5 separate regions of the Mus musculus genome follow, and regions 1, 2, 4 and 5 are each linked to region 3. The links are chromatin contacts, called in public HiCAR-type and promoter capture Hi-C maps. All regions are on one chromosome and are shown on one strand. Each heading gives the region's core, a stretch centred on a gene start, on an enhancer-like site or on the middle of the called end of the contact. The rest is flanking DNA. Distances are from core to core; before and after follow the strand shown. Region 1 holds the start of H4c14 (H4 clustered histone 14). Region 2 holds the start of Txnip (thioredoxin interacting protein). Region 3 holds the start of Ensa (endosulfine alpha). Region 4 holds the start of Sv2a (synaptic vesicle glycoprotein 2 a). Region 5 holds the start of H3c15 (H3 clustered histone 15).

Evidence for each region. Promoter capture Hi-C pulls out the DNA fragments that hold promoters and counts their contacts. HiCAR-type assays count read pairs that join an accessible place to other places.
Region 1: a promoter capture Hi-C map of erythroid cells shows a contact between it and region 3, with 2.7 times the contacts expected there. The contact joins the promoter of H4c14 here to the promoter of Ensa in region 3. A contact is called at or near these places in 2 of 39 promoter capture datasets (cranial neural crest and erythroid cells).
Region 2: a contact with region 3 is called in a promoter capture Hi-C map of pre-B cells, with 2.6 times the contacts expected there. The contact joins the promoter of Txnip here to the promoter of Ensa in region 3. A contact is called at or near these places in 1 of 39 promoter capture datasets (pre-B cells) and 2 of 9 other capture datasets (adipose tissue and liver).
Region 4: a contact with region 3 is called in a HiCAR-type map of astrocytes, with 2.3 times the contacts expected there. The contact joins the promoter of Sv2a here to the promoter of Ensa in region 3. A contact is called at or near these places in 4 of 39 promoter capture datasets (the C10 cell line, the HPC-7 cell line, cranial neural crest and 1 more), 2 of 115 datasets of contacts at active chromatin or transcription factors (astrocytes and microglia) and 1 of 9 other capture datasets (adipose tissue).
Region 5: a contact with region 3 is called in a promoter capture Hi-C map of cranial neural crest. The contact joins the promoter of H3c15 here to the promoter of Ensa in region 3. A contact is called at or near these places in 3 of 39 promoter capture datasets (the HPC-7 cell line, cranial neural crest and pre-B cells) and 1 of 9 other capture datasets (liver).

The regions. Positions count from the first base shown.
Region 1 is chr3:96,260,534-96,264,670 of GRCm38.p6, forward strand. H4c14 (H4 clustered histone 14) reads right to left here and starts at 2,784. Exons shown (of 1, transcript NM_033596.3): 1 at 2,401-2,784. The coding sequence starts at 2,771. The coding sequence ends at 2,460.
Region 2 is chr3:96,555,149-96,559,463 of GRCm38.p6, forward strand. Txnip (thioredoxin interacting protein) reads left to right here and starts at 2,809. Exons shown (of 8, transcript NM_001009935.2): 1 at 2,809-3,337; 2 at 3,741-3,816; 3 at 3,922-4,069; 4 at 4,185-4,287. The coding sequence starts at 3,088. Gm15441 (predicted gene 15441) reads right to left here. Exons shown (of 4, transcript NR_040409.1): 3 at 2,138-3,249; 4 at 620-912.
Region 3 is chr3:95,623,598-95,627,691 of GRCm38.p6, forward strand. It overlaps Ensa (endosulfine alpha), which reads left to right and starts at 1,383. Exons shown (of 4, transcript NM_019561.2): 1 at 1,383-1,579; 2 at 3,152-3,277. The coding sequence starts at 1,523.
Region 4 is chr3:96,179,142-96,183,380 of GRCm38.p6, forward strand. Sv2a (synaptic vesicle glycoprotein 2 a) reads left to right here and starts at 2,086. Exons shown (of 13, transcript NM_022030.3): 1 at 2,086-2,162.
Region 5 is chr3:96,237,244-96,241,646 of GRCm38.p6, forward strand. It overlaps H3c15 (H3 clustered histone 15), which reads right to left and starts at 1,884. Exons shown (of 1, transcript NM_054045.4): 1 at 1,236-1,884. The coding sequence starts at 1,698. The coding sequence ends at 1,288. It overlaps H2ac19 (H2A clustered histone 19), which reads right to left and starts at 3,131. Exons shown (of 1, transcript NM_178212.3): 1 at 2,536-3,131. The coding sequence starts at 3,007. The coding sequence ends at 2,615.

The DNA of each region.
Region 1 (4,137 bases), core at 1,534-4,033, 640 kb after region 3:
TAGCTGCTGGTTCGTGCCTGGTGTCTGCCTGCCTAGAGGACTGGTCCACAGCTGCTGAGTCTTATTTGGTGTTTGCTATGGGACTGAACTGCTGCCCAAGAAGTTCAAGCTTGCCCCAAAGAACTATTGCTGAGCATTCCCACTTATCCTAGTAACTTTTCTCTTCCACTCCCTCTGCTGGGTGGTCGCTAGAAGAGAGATCGAACCCTTATTAAAAGTAGGTTGCAAAAAAATTATGCCTACAGAAAATATCCCAATAATAAAGGAGATTCTCTATCCCATTCCCTTAGATTCTCCTGATGTAACGCATTGCCTTTAACCCAAATAAATGAACATTGGTACAATAGGAGAAACTCATTGCATTTCACCAATTTCCCTATTAAGGTCCCATTGGCTGAAAGAGCCAATCAGGACGTTGTTGCTTGGCTCACCAGGGACTCTAGTGTTCTCTAGTAAGTCAGTTTCCCCTCTTCCTTCATAAGCAAAGGCCGATGCCAGCTTCTGAATCTTGACTCTTCCCAGAGACAATTTCTGGTTGCCTCATACGGTCTTGTAAAACATTACCATTGGGGGAGAGCACATTAAACATGGTCTGAGTTATGCTTCTTACAATTGCATATAGTTATCTAAAATGTATTTCCTTTAACCACAATAATTATAGGTGGATCAACACAACTATATTCCTATGGTGATCCTCACAGTATACCCGAGGTGATATACACTAAAATCCAACTTCTCCGATTGGAAGTTGGATTTTCATAAGTGATCGTGAAACGGAATGCAGAGGCTGCACGTCATCTCACCTGAGTAAAAGGTTAATATGCAATAGCAAAAATAAAATAAAAACAAGCCCACAGCCAATAACATGTTCAACCCAAATCAGCGTGCTACAGAATATAGATGCATACATAGAGAATGGCTTACTGCGTTCTTGGCCATGTTGAGAATTTGCTTTTGCCTTATCAAAATTAAAATGCACCATCTGATCAACGGTACACATGTTTTGGCAAGTCTCTTTCTAAACAGGTCCCAACACACCACACACCTGAGTGGCTTCTAAGATTTTCTTTCACTAAATAATATAGTGTGCCTCCACTCACTTATTGTTCACGGTGGTTTGGTTTTGTGTTTGTTTGTTTGACTATACATTCTTTTCTTTTTGTTGTTTTTAAGATTTTATTTTATGTATACGAATACACTGGTCCTCTCTCTTCAGTCACACCAGAAGAGGGCATCGGATCCTATTAGAGATGGTGAGCCACCATGTGGTTGCTGAGATTTGAGCTCAGGACCTCTCAGTCCCCTCTCCAACCCTCAAGGGGTTTTTTGTTTGTTTGCTTGCTTGCTTTGTTTTGTTGTTTTGTTTGTGACAGGGTCTTGTGGTTCAGGCTTTCCCCCAAACCATGCAGAAGTGGTCCTTGAACCCCTAACCCTTGTTTCCTCCCTGACTTGCTGGGATTATAGCTGTCACCACCTGGCTTGCTTATGTTATGGGACATTAAAATGTCGTTGCAATTGTATCCCAGCAGAGCTTCGATCCCAGTCCACTATTTCCTAGATCCATGCCTAAACTGAGGAGTTTTGCGAGGACTTTTGGGGGTCCTGCTTGGTGTTTAATTGTAAAGACACCGGAGACATCTGGATACAATAAAGCTGTTGGCCTGTTTGCTGAGACAGTCCCTCAGCTAACCCATCTACCTAACCCGACCGACTTCTTGCCACTGTGTCCCACCACGTGTCTCTTTAAATCCCTGTTCCGTTCTTGTCCCTGCTTGTCTCCCGCCTGTCCGGCCCAAGCTTCTGCTGCCAGCTCTTTATTCTGCAGGAGGCCATACGCCTAACTCTTCCACTGAGCCAATCAGCAGCAGGACAACGCCCGGTCTCTCTTACGTAGCCTTTTGGCGCAGAGGGTTACGTGACCTCCATCTAGGCAGCTAGCTTTCTAACATGGCCTGAAGAAAATCTTTTGGGAAGATGAGGAAGGATAAAAGGTGGGTTGTGGGGCCATAGAAACAATACCAAATATCCGGTCAAGCACAGCCACTCATTGGAAACACAGGGACACAGCCACATAGCCATTTGATGTGTGGACATAGGTCATCCCATCCAAAGGGTCTCCTTATTGCAATTCTGCTCCAAACAGCTAAAGAAAATCTTAGCCAGTCTCTTGACCTGACAACCAGCTCACACACTAAGTAGGAATTAAAATTCCCAGTGTGAGCTATCCTGCTGGATGCTATCTATCCGCCGTGGTATAGAAACTTAAGTGGATGGCTCTAAAAGCGGAACACCTAGTAGCGTTGAGTCACAAGGAAAACTAGCGTCTTTACCTTACCGAGTCTAAACCCACGGTTATTACCTGTACAACCCAAGTCAGTGTCAGCTCTCCTGAAGAGACTGTGGTTGGCCCTAAAAAGGGCCGTTAGGGATGGGGGGGGGGGGAATTGAAGCGGCGGCGTCTAGCCTCCGAAGCCGTAGAGGGTGCGGCCCTGGCGCTTGAGAGCGTACACCACATCCATAGCGGTGACGGTCTTGCGCTTGGCGTGCTCGGTGTAGGTGACTGCGTCGCGGATGACGTTCTCCAGGAACACCTTCAGCACACCACGGGTCTCCTCGTAGATGAGGCCGGAGATGCGCTTGACCCCACCGCGCCGAGCCAGGCGGCGGATGGCGGGCTTGGTGATACCCTGGATGTTGTCACGCAAGACTTTGCGATGGCGCTTGGCGCCACCCTTGCCTAGACCCTTTCCACCCTTTCCTCTGCCAGACATGGCTAATGTAATCTGAAACACCAGCTGGTGAGGCATTGGAGGTGGAGTGCCACTAATATATGAGAGGATCGGACCAGATTGAAAACTGAAAGCGCGCGGGCGGGAACCTTTCTAAATTATCCGGGCTCTGGATGTTGCATCATCTTCCTGTTTTTCTTTTCTCTTCTCTGCCCTCTACCGGTTCCTTACAGTCTCAAGCCTTTATTTTTTTATTTTCGATTTTCTTAATTATGGTGCCGAAGTCCCTCGGAGAATTCAGATTCCTCCAAATAAAACTTAGAGATAACACAGACTTTAGAAAGCACTGACGCTAAAAAGACAAAAGACCGGAGAAAGAGAAAGTTAGAGATGAGGGGGGAGTGCGCTGCACTGAAGGGCCCGGAGCTCCTGTTAGGTAAAAACCGCAGCAAAAGTTCCAGTAACCAGCGTGACAATCGAAAGCAGAGGACCCAGGAATGTGTGTGGAAGGGAAAGGTCGCGGGCGTTTCTGCGTACAGTCGCCTGTTTCGTTGATAGAGACACATTATTCAGATCAAGCAGAAACTAGATCATAGGAAAACTGAGGATGCCGCCGATCCTTTTCACCGAGGTCAGTGGGTTTCCACGCTCTTCTACCCAAAGGCCCGCTGACTAGCCGAGCAGCCCGGGAATGCTGCTACGCTCGTTTCCACAAGTCCTTTGAGGCCCGCCCTTTGTTTTCAGTTATTCCAAACTGTCTCTACTATGCAGTAGACTAAAATTCACTTTTTCAAGTGTGTGTCTGCTTTATACAGTGACGCCCTGGGAAATGAACTGGAGTCTGTACTTCTAGTATGTCCGTCGTTCCCAGGGCCACCCATAGAAGAATCTTGAGAAAGCATTCTGCATCAGAAAGAACGGTAGTGGGTTGGTTGGGACTTGTTTTTAAAGTGATCTGATAGGCCTTGTTCTGACTGTTCCTTTATTCTAACATCTATATGTGCTCATGAATCCCCACCACCACCACCACCACCTTTTTTCTATCCAGATTTTCTGGCTCCAGACATGTAGATAGATGTAGGTTTTGAGTCACCTTAGGCTGGGGGCTCAGACTCCCCTCTCAACTCAAATGTTTTAAACCTAAGACCTGTGAATTGTAGATCTTAGAGGGAAGAGAGCTCCCTCCTACCCCAGTAACCCTGGGCAGTCATACACGTCTCTTGATGGATAGATCCTGTTTGTAGACATGCCTCCATGCCCAAACTAGCACCCTAGAATTCAGAGCCTCTCCATCCCGCAGCCGCTGTTTTCTCATTCCCATGGCGACCCCTGGAAGCTGTGTTGCTTCATATCTCTGTATTGTGCGGACTTCTCCACATCCTTGACTATGTCCCTAATGGGATGTGAT
Region 2 (4,315 bases), core at 1,559-4,058, 930 kb after region 3:
GTAAAACAAACACAGGACAAACATTCCTGGCTTCCTACTGGCGCTGAGACTGAACTTGCAAGCCTCTGCTCCCCCTGGGCACAGCTGTCCTTGTCCCTGAACCCACAGCCTCTGCCCTGTTTTTGTTTATAAGACTTTTTTTTCTTCCATCCAAGAACTGAGATGGGTACGTGCGTACATGTGCATGTGCGTGTGAGTGTGCGTGTGTGTGTGTGTGTGTGAGAGAGAGAGAGAGTGAAGAGGGACAAACTGCTATGAGAATACCAGGTGAAAGGTTATAAACAATCCACTCCAGGAGGCAGCCAATTCAGAACAAGCCTTGGCTATAGGCCCAGGAAGCAGCTGCCACTGCCAGAGTTAAACAGATTTTTGGCCTAACGCAGAACAAACAAGTGGTCTGTGCTGAGCGCCGCAAATTAAGAAACGATAGCCGTGCAGGGGACAGGACACAGAACTGTCCACAGGTTTTTCCTTAATTAAAGAATTCAATACTCCATAGACAACACCGAATAACTATCAGCATTGCCTCCAAGGAGACAGCCCAAGGCAGCACCCTCTCACCCCTTAGCAGCCTCCCCTCCTTCATCTGACCTCAAGGTTTAAAAACAAGAACTTTTTTACATTTAAATTTTTTATTTTGGGTGTCTCTGGAGTGACTACTGGAGAGGGGAAGGAGAGGGGAGGGGGAGAGGGGAGGTCAGAGTTGGTTCTTTTGCTACTGTGTGGGTTCTGCTATTGAACTCAGGTTGGCAGGCCTGGCACCATCTCTCTGGTTCTCCTGAAGTCTTATGTAGCTGGGGCTGAAGAGATGGCTTGGTGGTTGATAGTATCAGAGGAAACGAGTTCGAGTCCCAGAACCAAAAAACGGCAGCTCACAACTCTTAACTCCACTTCTAAGGCATCGGCGGACACCTGCAGCAAGCACACAGGTGGTAGAAGAAAATAACAGCCATATACTTACAAAATTTTTAAATCTTATGTTGCTACATACCACACTATTTAACAACATCGATATATGAACTTTCGGTATATTTTGATATTTCATACCATCAAGCTAAGGTTTTCTCAGATGCCTGCTACAGGCACTGAGAAACTGAAGTTAGTGAGCGACCTACCTCCCTTACAGTATTCATAAATACTGTTTATCGTTGGAAAACACCTGACGCCTAGTTAGTTAACTTTCTGGAACAAACACACCCTAAGGATCAAGGTGTTCCTAGGCCTTGGTGTTGTGTATATGTTTTTGAACCGTGTGATGTTCATCTCTGTGCTTGCTTAAGGTTCAGTTGTAACTTGTTAGCCTTAGGGTGTCAACCCAGTTAGGGCGCGCGGGGGTGGGGGCTGGGGGTGTTGTTTATGAACAGCGGTGAACAGGCATGCAATCGCTTTTTACTTCTCCATCTTAATCTCAGGGCTATATCATCTTTATTTTCCTGCGCAAGGAAGGAGATAGATAGTCTCCTAATAATTCTGCCCAAATATGGAAGGAGTTTAGGACTCAATGACAAGGCTCCGGCGCGGGGTGGGGGTGGGGGTGGGAGTGGGTGGGTGGGTGGGGAATAGAGTAGGGGGCGAAGGGGGAGGGGGTTGCAGGTAATCCTTCACACAAGAGTTTCTTTGCACACTTAAGAGTTATTTCTCTAGTCAGCTCCTGAGGCATCTCTCAGCAAGGTTTGCCAGATAACTAAGTGAAACTAACACAGCTCCAGCGCCGGTGAAATTGAAACAGGCTTAGGGACATGCATTTCATTTAGTGAATTTGGAGAGAGGACAGAGGGGGGAAAAGAATGACAGGAACTCGAAAACAAAGTAAGGAGTGAGGTTCTTTTTCTTCCTTTTTCTTTCTTTCTTTTATTTTATTTTTTTGGTTTGTCCACCTCTTGTTTCCTGGAGAAACAAGGACGGGGGAGCCATCAGTGTGAAAGTAAACACCTCACAAAGCTGCAGTGAGGAACAAGGGAACATATACAAAATGTTCCCCAACTTCACAGGTACACTGAAGAGATGAGGGGATAAGCAACAGGATGTGGACACTCCCTTACTGCTTCCGCTCCAGAGAACAGAATAGAATGTAATGGGCGAGGAACAGTAGCAGCACATAGGGGCATGAAATGAGGGGGAAATGAGGGGAACCCACCAGAGCATTCACCAGAAAGGACTGAAAGCCAGACTTTAAAATATCTGACAAGTTCTCGTCTGGAGAGACCGCAGCCTTTTATTCTTCAATAGAAGTGCAATAGGAGCATATCGGGTGGGCTCTTTCTCACTAACACGACTGCACTCTCGCCCTCCGCTCCATCCTGGAGTATCCTCGGTGCGATGGGATTGTTTTTCACAAGACTTGCGAACTTGTGAGCCAGGAATAAATGGTCACCTCGAAATGAATTGCGCTGGCTCAGGCGAGTCATGAAATCCTCTCCTAAGCACATTTTTCTTTCACCTAAAAAAAGAAGGGGGAAAAAAAAAACAAAGCACACACCCAAATAACCCAGCTCCCAAGAGGAGTCCCCTGGATGAGGTTCAGGGTCCCGGGGTCCCAGCCTCCCGGGGGGAGGGAGGGCACCCGTCGCCCCGGGCCCCGCCCCTCCTGCTGGCAAGGCTGCGCACCCGAACAACAACCATTTTCCCCGCTAGGAGCACACCGTGTCCACGCGCCCCGGCGGCCTCGCTGATTGGTTGGAGGCCTGGTAAACAAGGGCCAAGTAGCCAATGGGAGAACTGTGCACGAGGGCTGCACGAGCCTCCAGGCCAGCACTCGCGTGGAGCGCCAAGCCAGGCGGCTATATAAGCCGTTTCCGGCAGCCGCTTGACACTCTCCTCCTCTGGTCTCGGGGTTTCCAGAGTTTCTCCAGTTGCGGAAGACAGCTGTTATTTTTCTCCTGAAAGCTTTTGGCACAGCCGGCAGGCTGAAACTTCCAGGCACCTTTTGGAAAAGTTGTTAGGGTTTGTTTGAAGCTTTCTTTACATTTTCGTTTGGGTTTTCAAGCCCTGACTTTACGGAGGCGAGCTCTTCGTTTGCTTTGAAGGGTTCTTAAAGATTTTTTTCCTCTCCGGCTTTCGTTTTTCTTGAACCCACTCGGCTCAATCATGGTGATGTTCAAGAAGATCAAGTCTTTTGAGGTGGTCTTCAACGACCCCGAGAAGGTGTACGGCAGCGGGGAGAAGGTGGCCGGACGGGTAATAGTGGAAGTGTGTGAAGTTACCCGAGTCAAAGCCGTCAGGATCCTGGCTTGCGGCGTGGCCAAGGTCCTGTGGATGCAAGGGTCTCAGCAGTGCAAACAGACTTTGGACTACTTGCGCTATGAAGACACACTTCTCCTAGAAGAGCAGCCTACAGGTACTGCTCCCAGCAGGACTGATGGTGACTTGGGAGGTCTGTGGGTCGGGGAGGGCACCACTAAATGTTTCGAGTTGTTCGTTTGAATGGTTTGAACTGTTGGTCCCTATATTTTTTTACTTTGTAATTAGCAAGTTTTTCACTACCCTTCACCCCCCTAGAGTGATTTGAACACTTTCTGAGGTACTGTTTCCTGAAAGTGTTGTCTTAGCTACTACTTAAAGATTAATGTATTTGTGGATTTCGCAACTTTCTGTCCAAGAAAGTGCTCTGGGATCTTTTCTTCCATAGTGTAAGAGATGAAAGTGGAAGTGAAGTAAGGTAGTCTACTGCCCAGGCACTCCTCATTGACGCTTTCAAAATGTAACAAGAAGCCTAATGGCCCCTTGTCTTTGTTTCCCAGCAGGTGAGAACGAGATGGTGATCATGAGGCCTGGAAACAAATATGAGTACAAGTTCGGCTTCGAGCTTCCTCAAGGGTAGGCATCCACCGTGTGCACCTTGCACTCTTATTTCTAAGTCTTCCCCCTCCATTGATCTCTTACAGTTCTTAGCCTTAATTTTGGTTCATTGTTTTGACACAGGCCCCTGGGAACATCCTTTAAAGGAAAATATGGTTGCGTAGACTACTGGGTGAAGGCTTTTCTCGATCGCCCCAGCCAGCCAACTCAAGAGGCAAAGAAAAACTTCGAAGTGATGGATCTAGTGGATGTCAATACCCCTGACCTAATGGTGAGGATTTTTTGTTTTTGTTTTTAAAAAGGTTTTAAAATTCTTCTTGGTCAGGGATAATAAATTAGATGCATGGGGGTTGAAATATCTCAAAACATTATTTCCTTTTACACAGGCACCAGTGTCTGCCAAAAAGGAGAAGAAAGTTTCCTGCATGTTCATTCCTGATGGACGTGTGTCAGTCTCTGCTCGAATTGACAGAAAAGGATTCTGTGAAGGTAAAAACATACTGCTTCAAATGCTAGA
Region 3 (4,094 bases), core at 133-2,632:
TTTCCCACGTGCTCACGGCTGCCTCTACTTTTATAATTCTCTACTCTCTCTGCCTTTCTCTACCTCTACTACCCTCTCTCTTGACTCCCCTCCCCATGCCCTGAATATACTCTATTCTATAGTCCTGTGGCTGGTCCCTCAGGGGGCAGGGATGCCTTAGCATGGGCCTGCTGAGGTACCCCCTTCTCCCATACCTCACTGTTGGTATTCTGTCTGGACTCCACCCCCCACAGTTACCTAGCAACAGCCTGGTAGGCCTGGCCCACTATAAAAGGGGCTGCTTGCCCCCTCCTCTCTCTCTTACTTTTGCCTCTTACCCTTTAGTTCCCCCTCTTCCCCCTCTCTCCCCATTCCCTTCTCCTTTCTCTCCATGTGGCCATGGGCTACTTTCTCCCTCTCTCTGCCTTTCTCTGCCTCTACTACCTTCTCTCTCTCTCTCTCTCTCTCTCTCTCTCTCTCTCTCTCTCTCTCTCTGGTTTGTTTGTTTGTTTGTTTGTTTGTTTGTTTTCGAGACAGGGTTTCTCTGTATAACCCTGGCTGTCCTGGAACTCACTCTGTAGACCAGGCTGGCCTCGAACTCAGAAATCCGCCTGCCTCTGCCTCCTGGGTGCTGGGATTCCACCATGCCCGGTTCACTACTACCCTCTCTCTTAACTCCCCTCCCTATACCCTGAATAAACTCTATTCTATACTATACCGTCATGTGGCTGGTCCCTCAGGGGGCAGGGATGCCTTGGCATGGGCCTGAGGCACCCCCTTACCCCATACCTCACCACACCCCCATAGAACATAACCTTATACTTCTCTATATTTCTATAATCACAACACTCACCACAACTCCATAGAACATATCTCCCTTTATGTTTTTATAAATACATCATTAACAGTTATAATTGCCTACATAAGGACTAAAGTGTGAATGAAAACCTTACAAGAAAACTCAAGTCTCCTACAAGCTAGCACTGAGTCCTGGAAAACTGCTGAATATCAGTTTGTCTTCCAATTTTAATTTTTGGTCGTGGGTAACTTGTTCTAACACCGCTCAAGGCTTGAGCCTTTGCACCAGAGAATAAAGGATTTCTATGTTAACCCGGCTCGGATGCAACATTCAGCGACTTGCCCAGGATCTGGCTAATAAACTGAACACAGCTTCAGCCCACCCAAGAAGCAAAAATACCAAAGCTTGCTGTCCTGCCCCTAAGGTCCATGCAGGCTTTTAATTGGTTCTGTGGCTCACTCTCTTTCCCGGTTGGTGTTCTAGCTTGCCTGTCGCTCTAAAGAATCCGCCCACCTCCGGCCAACGCTTATTGGTGTGTCGTTACATCATTGCCCCGTCAAGCCCACTCTCATTGGCTCTCATAGGAGGGGGCGGTCTCAACGTCACGGGCTTGAGCCGCCATTTTGACTGAGCAACCATAGTGACAGGAGCCGGAGCAGCAGCTCAGGTTGTCCCCGTTTCCCCTCCCCCTTCCCTTTTCCGGCTGACTTCCCGGGCCCTGCATTACACAGTCCCGGTTCTGCCATGTCCCAGAAACAAGAAGAAGAAAACCCTGCGGAGGAGACCGGCGAGGAGAAGCAGGTGAGGAGAAGGGGGGACCGGGGGTGGCCGCGCGGGCGGAATACGCCCCCGCTGCCGCTGATTGGCCGCCTCTGCCTCAGGCTGTACAGGGGTTGGCCACTACTAATGTCGCGCAGGCTGCATTTCGGCGCGGCCTAGTGCCCTGATGTCGATTAGTCAAGCCGATTGTCAATCTGTGGGCTCCCCTTTCTTATTGGCCAGTAGGCCTCTATTCAGTTCATGGAAGCCGTTCTATAATTGGGCGAGCTCTGGCGTGGGCGGGTGTTTGGAAAGATGAGGCGAATGAAAGGGGGCTGGATGGTGGTCCAGAGCTGTAAATGAGATGTTTGATTAGTAAAGATAAATACCAGACTGGAGCTCATCCTTCATCCACAGCAAGATAGAGGTCAAAGTGAAGACATTTAAAATGAACCAGCATTGGGGGAGGGGAAAAGAGTAATTATTACCATGGGGTAAGTTCAGGTGGCAACTTCCTTAGACCTGTTTGGTAGGGATGGTTTGTTGTTCACCGTCAGTGACTTATAGATCCGCTCGAATTTCTCCGCAGTGGGATGTGGTCCACCCACCATCGCATTATGAAAACACTAGTGCCAAACCCCTTCTTCGACACCATATTTGAGTTACTTAACACTGAGCTCAGGGACTCATTAAATACACTTAGTGTTATCTCTGACCCTGTTTGTCAAGTGAAAATACACTAGCCAGGAGATGGTGGCGCACGCCTTTAATCCCAGCACTTGGAAGGCAGAGGCAGGCAGATCTCTTGAGTTCTGAGTTCAAGACCAACCTAATATACACCAAGAACCCCTCTCTCAGAAAATATAAAAATAAAAACAACAAGAAAAACTAATGGCATGTTGATTTCTGTTTTCAAGTATATTACTCTGGTAAATATCTTTAGAATAAGCCACATGCCTAGCGTCCTCCACAGTGAGACCATATTGCTTCTTAGAGTGTGAATGAGGAGGGAGCCTCTCAGCAGACAAAAGCTCCCCTGACCTGTAGGACAGCCAGGAACTCTAGTAGTTCCTTTTTTATCTTTCCTGAGTGAGCTCTGGCTTGCTCTATGGTTCAAGTATCATGTTGAGATACTACCTTTAACCTAGTGTTCACAGGTCACGGGTGATTCCTTGAGTGTAATATAAGAACTAACTTGTTTTTCTTTGCTTGATACAGTTATCTTGAGCTTAGGCATTTGAACAAAGGTCTAGCTTTTAAGAGTAGAGGAGCAGGAAAGATTGGTTAGGAACACTCATTGCAGAGCACCTGGGTTTAGTTCCCAGCCCATGGTAGCTCACAACCATGTACAGTTCAGTCTAGGAAACCGGGCCCAGACTGAACTCAGGGCACTGGGCATCCATGTGGTACACAGCCATAGCCATACGAGTCTGCAGAATACATGCACATAAAATAAATAAATCCTTAAATAATACACACACTCAACAGAACAGAGTGTAGATAGCATAATTACAAACAGGTAGACCTCTAAGAAAATTTGATAATACAAAGGTTATCAGATATTAGAAGTCATTGTTTTTCAGCCATTAATTTCACTTGGCGTGTTTTCTTCAGGATACACAGGAGAAAGAAGGGATTCTCCCTGAGAAAGCTGAGGAGGCAAAGCTAAAGGCCAAATATCCAAGCCTAGGACAAAAGCCTGGAGGCTCCGACTTCCTCATGAAGAGACTCCAGAAAGGGGTATGGGACACCCTTATACTGTGGCACCTTGGATGAAGTCCGTAGACATTCTACTGCATGTTTTTCTGTAGCTTTGGTTATTTAGCAGTAGTAAAGATAAATTAGAAACTTGGAAAGAGAAAAGCAAATTATGTGAATCTCTGCAATGATGTTACTTCCCTTCTAACTATAGGAAATGAAGGATTAATGGTGGGCATTTGGGTAGGTGGCAGATGGGGACTGAAGGAAGGATATTAGATACAGAACACCCAAATAGTTCAACTTGCAATAAGGTTCTTTAGTCTGTTAAAAGCTGGCATTACACACTAACCATGCTCCTCAAGAGACTATTGTAGCTGAGTGTGCTGGCTAGCATCTGTGATCTCAGCGCCTGAGCTGAAGCAGGAGGATAACCACACATGCAAGAACAGCTTAGGCTACATAGTAAGTTTTAGAATAGCCAAGGCTAGGCTTGAGAGACGGATCAGAAGTTGAGAGAGCTGGGCTGCTGTGTCCAGAAAGGCAATATTTGGTTCCCAGTACCCATATCAGGCAGCTGGGACTCCAGCTCCAGGAGGTTGTCTGGCTTCCATGGACACATATACAAACATAATTCTTTTAAAAGATTTTGTAATTATCTTTAAAAATTAAAAAAGTGCATGCCGCCGGGCAGTGGTGGCGCATGCCTTTAATCCCAGTACTCAGGAGGCAGAAGCAGGTATATCTCTTGAGATTAAGGCCAGCCTGGTCTGCATAGTGAGTTCCAGGGTTTTTTGAAACCTGTCTCCAAAAAAAAAAAGTAACACAGAGACAATTCTTTTTCCTGTACAGAATGATA
Region 4 (4,239 bases), core at 836-3,335, 560 kb after region 3:
GGGAGCCTGACCTAACCTGAAGAAACCTGTGTTGTTGAACCTTGTCCAGGGGCGTGGGGAGGTGATGAAGTACTTGATTTAAGTCTTCCCTCAGAATTTAAAATAAACTTCGTATTTTCCCTTTTAATTTGCTTGCAGTCCTGGGGACTGAATCCTCTTTGTACTTTTCATTTTGATACAGGGTCTAAGATGCCCTTAAACTCATTCTGCAGCCCAGACAAGCATGGAACTTGTCTCAGCCTCCTGCTAGCTGGGACCACAGGCTTATGCTGCCCTTGGCTGATGGGTGATAGATTTCTGCAAAGCTAGGAAATAGTGCAGAGTGTGCAGAAGCACCTGAAAGAGAAGACACAGCTTCCCTCCAGCAAGGCCTGGCTAAACCTAAAATGGGGAATAATGTGTTTAAAAGATGTATTAAACCTTAAGAGGGTTCATCAATGAAAGTCTAGTAAAGGGCTAGTCCCTGGGGCCCATGTGGGCAGAGCTGTTCCAAGTACCATCCTGGAAAGAGTGCTCCAGCCAGCAGACTAAGAGTACTCCTAGAGCATTGGCAAAGCTTCCCCGCTCGTAGAGGTGGGGCAGAGAGTTGTTGCCAGGAGAGTTTTTGGAATCATTGGCCTCCTACTGGGGATGGCCAGATGCCATTAAAGATACAAGTTCTCTCATTCCGTTATGTCATTGGGTGACTTACACTGACATGGTCCTGACTTGGCTTAAGGGGGAGAGTGTACCGGACACAAAAATCTTCAGTCTAGGTGAGAGGTAACTTTTTAGGATAAATTAGTATCTATTATGACTTTCAGTTAATTGTGAACCTTACTGACCCATACATTTCCAAAATCCAGCATTGGGTCCTCCAAAACTTAGGCTCATATCCCTAGCATAGTAAATTCAGATGTCAAATGGCATCTGGGAAATCTCTGAGCACACAGGCTGCCAGCCTTCTGTATTCAGTATCTCCCAGCATCCTAGACCCACACTTAACCGAGCAGTCTCATGGTATTACAGCTAAAAAAGACGCCTCATCCAAAACACTCCATTTTCTAGACAAGAAGCCTGTTGGTTCACAGAGGCAGGGGACTTGGTCAAAACCAACGGTGGAAATCTGGGCTGTGCTTTGGTCAGTGCTTGTTCCAGACAATCCCAAGGTTTTATCTGGAGTAGACTGGTTCAGGTTGTACATCCTTGAAGTGCCTCTGGATCTGTCAGTCCAGGTTACCTGACAATAAAACAGAAAAGATTCAAGAAAAGGAGAACCCAAGCCAGTGTACGTACACACACACAAGAGGAGGTTGTTAATTGATAGGATGTATGTATGTATGTATGTATGTATGTATGTATGTATGTATGTATGTATTTTTGAGTCACTGGAGAGTGTGGTTAGAAAGGGAACTGTCCAGTTGATCAGACAAACTCCTCTAGCACCGCCTCTGCTACCAGCAATTGAATAGAAATGGGGAGGGGGAGGTCCTTGTACATAAACAGTCTGGACTGTTTTTGGAGGAGACAGATGACAGGGGCCCAGTTGTCACTGACTCTGACTATTGAGTACAGAAACCACACCTTGTTATCTCTGAGTCCTCTCACATAGCAAGGTGAACCTGGAGTCCAAGCTGTGGGTTTAGGAGAGGGTTTTTAATTCCAGGGAGCAGTGTGGAAGGGGAGGGAGCTGTTTTTAACGCAGCAAGAACTGCTGGGACTCCTGGGTTCTCTCATCCTAGCTTGGGTGCAAAGGAAGGGGCTACCTCATTCATCACCTGTCTATTTCCTCCACTTACTCCCCTAACCACTGCTAGTGTCTTTAATTCCTGGCATCTTTTGCTAGGGAGGAAGGGGCTGAGAAAGACTGTCATTTCCAGCTGTCACCCTGACAGTCCCCTCCAGTTCCTTCATCTTTTCTTCCTGTGTCCTAAGTCCCCCCCCCCCCCCCCCCGCCCCATCATCTTTTCTTTCGCCACCCCCACCCCCCACAATGGTCTCTCCCGCTGCTCACTGGCGCGGGGGAGGGAGGGTCGGAGGCGGGGCCGGAGCGCGTGCGGGGGGCAGGTCTGCAGTGCCGCTTCCCCTGGTACCGGGAGGAGCAGTCGCCGCTGCCGCCTCAGCCCTGTGGCTGGACCCCCTCCCTCACCCGGGGACTCCCTGACCCGGGGAACCAAGCTCAGGTGAGACCCCTCTCCTCTCACCTCTACCCCGCCCCGGGCAGAAGCATCCTCGTCTAGCCTTGCAGCCATTTTATCTCTGATGCTTTGCTTATGGGGAGGGTGACTGTCCCCGCTGTAGGGGTGAGGGTGGTGGTGGGGGTGATGGTGGTTTGGGGAATGGGCCATTTATTTCAATTGCTTTGAGAATATACTTGAATAAATAAATATATATGTGCAATACACATATATGTATTTGTATGTATATACACACATACATACATATGCGAGGATTTTTTTTCTACCTTAGCTTAAAGTCCCCATTACATAAACCTGGTGAGGGGCTGTTAGGTAAGCTGAGGTTCCCTCAAACTCCATCCTCTCCTCACCTTGATGTACGTCCCTCCCCAACCCCCCTCTCCCCCCCCCCCACCCATGGTAAATGACCTTGGCTGGGGCCATAGAATGAGTACAGCCGCTCTTGCCTGGACTTGGGTGGGTTAGGGGGTAGAGGAATCGGCTTGGTGAAGGATAGAAGGAATGAAACACTGGGCAGACAGACATGGGAAGCAACCAGGTGTTGGGGCTTGGCACTAGAGGCGCTTACTGAGGGGGTCAGGAGAGGGGCGCAGAAGGATGGTGGGAACCTGTCCAGCAGCAGGACCAGGGGTGGGAGCAGCCATGTAATCAGTTCCAGGGCCTCATGCCTGGTACCAGAGCTGAGGCTAGGTGGGGGTTGGGGGTCTCCGCAATCCTGGCAGAGGCGGTCCCTAAGCCTATGCATGTGAAACATTTTCTCTACATCCCTGGCCTCTCCGTGAGCATTTCTCCGTGAGCATTTCTCCGTGTACATTCTCAGCTGACACCTCCCCACCCCCCCAAACTGGATGCTCCCATCTTCCAAACCCAGGGGTAGATTGTAGGGGTGAGGCTCAGTCTTGTCAGTCTTGCGGAGGGGTAAGAGGGTCAGTTATCAAGCTGTGATGTGGGGGTGGGGGGCACTCTGGAATCTTCTCTGCCCCTTGTCCTTTTCAGTGGGAATCTTCTGATCAATGACTGCTTCTTCATGACCTTGTCACTTCTTAATGACCTGGCATGGGATGGGATGGAAACCTGGGTGGCCTCCAAAGCAGGGGCTTTGATTAGGGGGCCCGTCTGGACCTGAGCAGTTTACTTGAAAGGTTTGCTTACGAAGCCCTTTCCACATGCCCTTTCCACCTTCTGCAGAAAATTATGGACATGTTTCTTCCGGTCAGGTGAAGCCAGTCAGCCTTAAAGGACTTGGTAAATCCCAGTCTGGTCTCCTTTAACTCCACCTCTCCCAGTGCTGTCTCTCTTCCTCAGGCTCAGCCACTCTTGTGCTGCTCTGCAGGCTAAATATAGCACGACTTCCTCACCAGCTCAAAGAATTTGTCTTCTTTCTCTCCCTCCTGGGCTTGGTGGCCCTGGGGGGGCACTGGCTGTTGAGCCACTGTGTGCTGTTGTGGCTGGGGAGCCTTTCCTACCCCCACAGCTGAGGGGAAACAATGTCAACAGGCATGGGAAACAGCTCCTGGTGGGTCCAAATCTTCCTTCAGGGTTTGAAGAGGGATCATGGTTGGGAAAGAGAGCCGAGGTACACAAATTGCCTTGGCGCTGGGGATGCTATTCCCTGAACCATGAAGAAAAGGTGACATCGAGGCCACTGTTCCTGGTCACTGTTGTCCACTGCTTACATCTTTCCTTGCCAGTGTATCTTTCTGAATGACAAGGCATTATTTACCCTTTTCCACTAGTGTGTGTGTGTGTGTGTGTGTGTGTGTGTGTGTGTGTGTGACTGGTCAAGCCTTTGACTGGGTGGGAGCAGAGGAGATTATTTTAGGGGAATGATATTGCTCTTAACCCAGGCTTGTGTCCTCTGTTGCCCGGAAGGAGGTTATCCAATGCCTCCCTTTGGGGGATGTCTTATTTTGGGGGGGGGGGAGGTCCCCTTCATTCTCCACCAGCTGCCTACGCACTGCACTGCGGTATTTATGGACTCCTTTTTCATTGACTCCTGAAGAACCAGAGGGATTAAAGGAGATTAGGAAGGGAGACCCTGGAAGAATAGAACAACTATAGA
Region 5 (4,403 bases), core at 634-3,133, 610 kb after region 3:
TAGTATAAACTGCCCCCTCCTTTTCCTTTTCCCATTCTCTCCCATGTCCTTTGAGTCTTTGAGTTTGGCCAATGAGTACTCACAAGTCCTAAGAGAGAATAAGGCGACCTTAAAAGTGAGAACAGCAAAGGGAGGCCATAGCTCTCCTTCCTACGCTAGGGATCCCTGACTGCCTTACATACCATGACATACACAGCCTGTCAGCATCCAGAGCTCTTGTATTTAAATTGGTTGATATCTTGCTTTTAAATCTGCCTTAGTTTCAACTCATGGAGTAAATTTGCATGCTGAGGGGGTCTGCTTAGCCACTAAGAGCTTTGATGGACCAAAATCACTTAGTTCTAAGAACTTTTGGGCCCAACCTTTGAGGCAAAGCTCAGTAAGATGCTGGGGACAAATGGGCTGTCTCCACACAGCTTTAACTATTGCTAGTTTGCTCTCTGGAAGTTTCCGGCAGAAACCGAAAGGAAGGTCCATGACAGTGATCTCCATAAGGTATTTACTGTGCTCTTGAGTCTCAGGTCCGACACCCACCCCTGCAAAGACTGTCCTCACGCTAAGGAATTGTAAAGGGATTCCCCTTTGATATCCAGTGTATTTCGGTCCAGAAAGGTGCCTGCCAAAGTGGGAAGGGGGGAATGGAGTTGTCATTTTGAAGTAAATTAATAGGAGTAAGAGGAAAAACTACCCAATTGCCATTGAACCATATCATAGCAATAAATGCTGAATCCCAAGTAGCTAGCAGGTCTTCTAATCAAGTGTTAGAGAACAAAGCTTTATCACTGGATATTACTCATAGTCCACTTACCACCGACGTTGAGCCCCGTAAGCCTCAGACATTGCATTAAATGAGCAACAATAATCTTCAGTCGTCCAGAAGTCTGGTGATGTAATTATGAGCTGTAAGCTAGATCTCAGCCTTCAGCTACTTACAAAGCCTTCTCTGCTCCAGCTGGGTAGGAACATTACATAGTATCCACCAAGCCCCAACCCTCCGTAAGATTATCCCCTCCCCTTAGACTGAGGTGGTGAACCTACTTCGGGTTAACAAGCTAGGAGTCTGAATAAGACCGCAATTAACGTTAAACAACTTACACTAAGGGCATTCAAACCTTCCTTGAAAGCAACCATTATGTAGACATAACAGGTATAAGTCAGATACCAACCTAGAGCTATGGAGCGGGATAATGTGCGGACAAAGCTCTAAGCGAAGTAAACAGCTCTTTCCGGGAAGCTGTGGTGGCTCTGAAAAGAGCCTTTGTGGGGAATGGATGGGAGACAGGGCGCTTAAGCGCGCTCCCCACGGATGCGGCGGGCCAACTGGATGTCCTTGGGCATGATGGTGACGCGTTTGGCGTGGATGGCGCACAGGTTGGTGTCCTCGAACAGCCCCACCAGGTAGGCCTCGCTCGCCTCCTGCAGCGCCATGACGGCCGAGCTCTGGAAGCGCAGGTCCGTCTTGAAGTCCTGCGCGATCTCGCGCACCAGGCGCTGGAACGGCAGCTTGCGGATCAGCAGCTCGGTCGACTTCTGGTAGCGCCGGATCTCCCGCAGCGCCACGGTGCCGGGCCGGTAGCGGTGCGGCTTCTTCACGCCGCCCGTGGCCGGGGCGCTCTTGCGGGCGGCCTTGGTGGCCAGCTGCTTGCGCGGGGCCTTGCCGCCGGTGGACTTGCGGGCAGTCTGCTTCGTACGGGCCATGGCGAAGACGGAAGACACCCAAACGAGGAGCACTCGGGGACCTGATACCGGCCCGAGCCGGCCGCCTTTATAGGCGCAGTCTTCCCCGCGGCGGGGCGGAGACAGCGACTTGAAACTCCCGCGCTGCCGCGCCATTGGCCGTGGCGTCACCGGCCCCGACCTCGCCCATTGGCTCGGGCCCGCCACGCCACCTGACCCGCCCCCACCCGCCCCCCACGTCCAGCCCCGCGCCCGGTCCACTTGCCAACGTTCTGCGAGGGTGGAGCCACGTCTGGCAGCTGCCCGTAGAGGGCGGGTCCCGGCTCTGCCCAAGAGGAGCTCGCGCGCCCCCGCCCGCCGCCCAAAGTCCCAGGGCAGAACTAATCTAGTGTTTGTGCAGCACCGCCCAGCCACAGCCACAGTCCCAGCCCCAGTCCCCCATGATCCCTAGAGCCGGCCGCGTCCAGTCCTCGCGGGACACCTCCTCCTCCTAGACATTCCCCAAGGACCGGACGAGAGCGCGGCTGACTGCGACTTATGTCTAGATTGGCCTAGACGTCCTAGTTGAGTCTTAGTCCTGGGAAGGGTCAGGCGGGTGGACGCTGAGTGAGGGACAGTGTTGTGTAGGACAAGGGTGTGGGCAGATAGGGGCTAAATGCTTGGGACGGTCAGCGAGAACCGCGTATCCGCTCCGCCGAGGCAGGGCATGAACCAAAGAGCGACAACAGACTAACTACCAGGGGGAACCACGGGCAGGATGGGCAAGGAAGCAGAGGACACGACACTCTTACTTTTGGGGCAGGGCCAGGAAAGGCCACCAAGACCGGCTACCGTGACACAACTCTTTATCTGATTCAGTGGGTGGCTCTGAAAAGAGCCTTTTTAGGAGCTCGCGGGGGTTATATCACAGAGACGCGGGCCGACGCGAGCAGTGGCCTCACTTGCCCTTCGCCTTATGGTGGCTCTCCGTCTTCTTGGGCAGCAGCACGGCCTGGATGTTGGGCAGGACGCCGCCCTGCGCGATCGTCACTTTGCCCAGCAGCTTGTTGAGCTCCTCGTCGTTGCGGATGGCCAGCTGCAGGTGGCGCGGGATGATGCGCGTCTTCTTGTTGTCGCGGGCCGCGTTGCCCGCCAGCTCCAGGATCTCGGCCGTTAGGTACTCCAGCACCGCCGCCATGTATACCGGCGCGCCGGCACCCACACGCTCCGCGTAGTTGCCCTTGCGCAGCAGCCGGTGCACACGCCCCACCGGGAACTGTAGCCCGGCCCGGGAAGACCGCGACTTGGCCTTGGCGCGGGCCTTGCCTCCTTGCTTGCCACGACCGGACATCACGAAAGCGCAAACAGACGAACGGCCACAACCAGGAAACGGTACTCCGGCGCCGACGCCTCACCCTTTTATAGACGCAGACCCGATTGTCCGCCCGACGCTCTCATTGGCTCACACGCGTCCTGACGCCGTGGCCAATAGGAGCGCGCGGACAGAAGCCTCTCATTTACATAAGACCGGCTCCCTCGCCCCGGCGCCGCCCTGGAACGCGCGAATCACGACGCGCGTGCTCGGTGGCTTCATTTGCGTGCGGCCGTCGTTGCGACACTCCGCGGGTCGCCGGGCGGCTGGGCTTGCTCGCTGTTTCTCCTGCTCTGGAAGCTGGCAAAGTGTGCCCTGCATCCAAGAGGGCCTGAGTTAATCACTTACTTAAGTGTAGGTTTTCCTTCGAGGAATACTGGAAATTTAGTTTTTTATACCTAAGGAGTAGCGGATAATTCTCATAGCCTCTTTATTTTTCTACTTGAAACAGTGTAAAACCTACTTGTTTCATTTTAAGCGTTTATCGCTGGGAGCCTTACTTTAAAATCGTTAAATTTAAAGGTTATTTTCTTAATCCATACACATCTGAGAGTGCTTGAAAAGACCAAGTACAGTTCGCCTGGGGTTTACTAAAATTATTTTTTTGCCACTCAGATTTGTACATAAGGAATCGAAATAACTTAAAAAGTAAACCTTACGCTGCTGCTTTTGTCTATCATTTGTCCTGATGGCTCTCAGAAGCTCCTTTTAGGAGCCTTCCAGGCTGTCTGGGGCTAGAGTGACTCGGAGTACCATATCCGGACTGCCATTATTTTAGCATCGCATCAGTTATGCTCGGTAAAATACAGCCAGCATTTTTCAATCTCTGAAATTTGTAATAAGGTTCGTTATCGATGCATTAGAATCACTGATTAGGCATATTGAGTGTAAGCTTAGCTCTAGTAACAGGTATATTGTTACATAGTAACATAGTTACAATCTTTATATTTTACATTGTTACATATTGTGGAGATGGAATTCTAGTCTTGTGGAGGAATCGGCAAGAGTGTAGCACTAGGATTTTGGGTTGAAGCTAGGTAGGCAGTGGATTTTTTTGGATTTTGGTGGGTTTTTTTGTTTGTTTGTTTGTTTTTTTTTTGGTTTTTTCGAGACAGGGTTTCTCTGTATAGCCCTGGCTATCCTGGAACTCAGTCTGTAGACCAGGCTGGCCTCGAACTAAGAAATCTGCTTGCTTCTGCCTCCCAAGTACTGGGATTAAAGGTGTGTGCCACCACCGCCAGGCTTAGGTAGGCAGTGTTATTAGGATGGCTAGCTGAAAAGCATTTTAAGTTGAGAAGTTGAAGGTTTATCAAGGATTCTGATTAAATTTGATATTGATATTTATGTGCATATGTGGACTCACAAATTTGAGAGG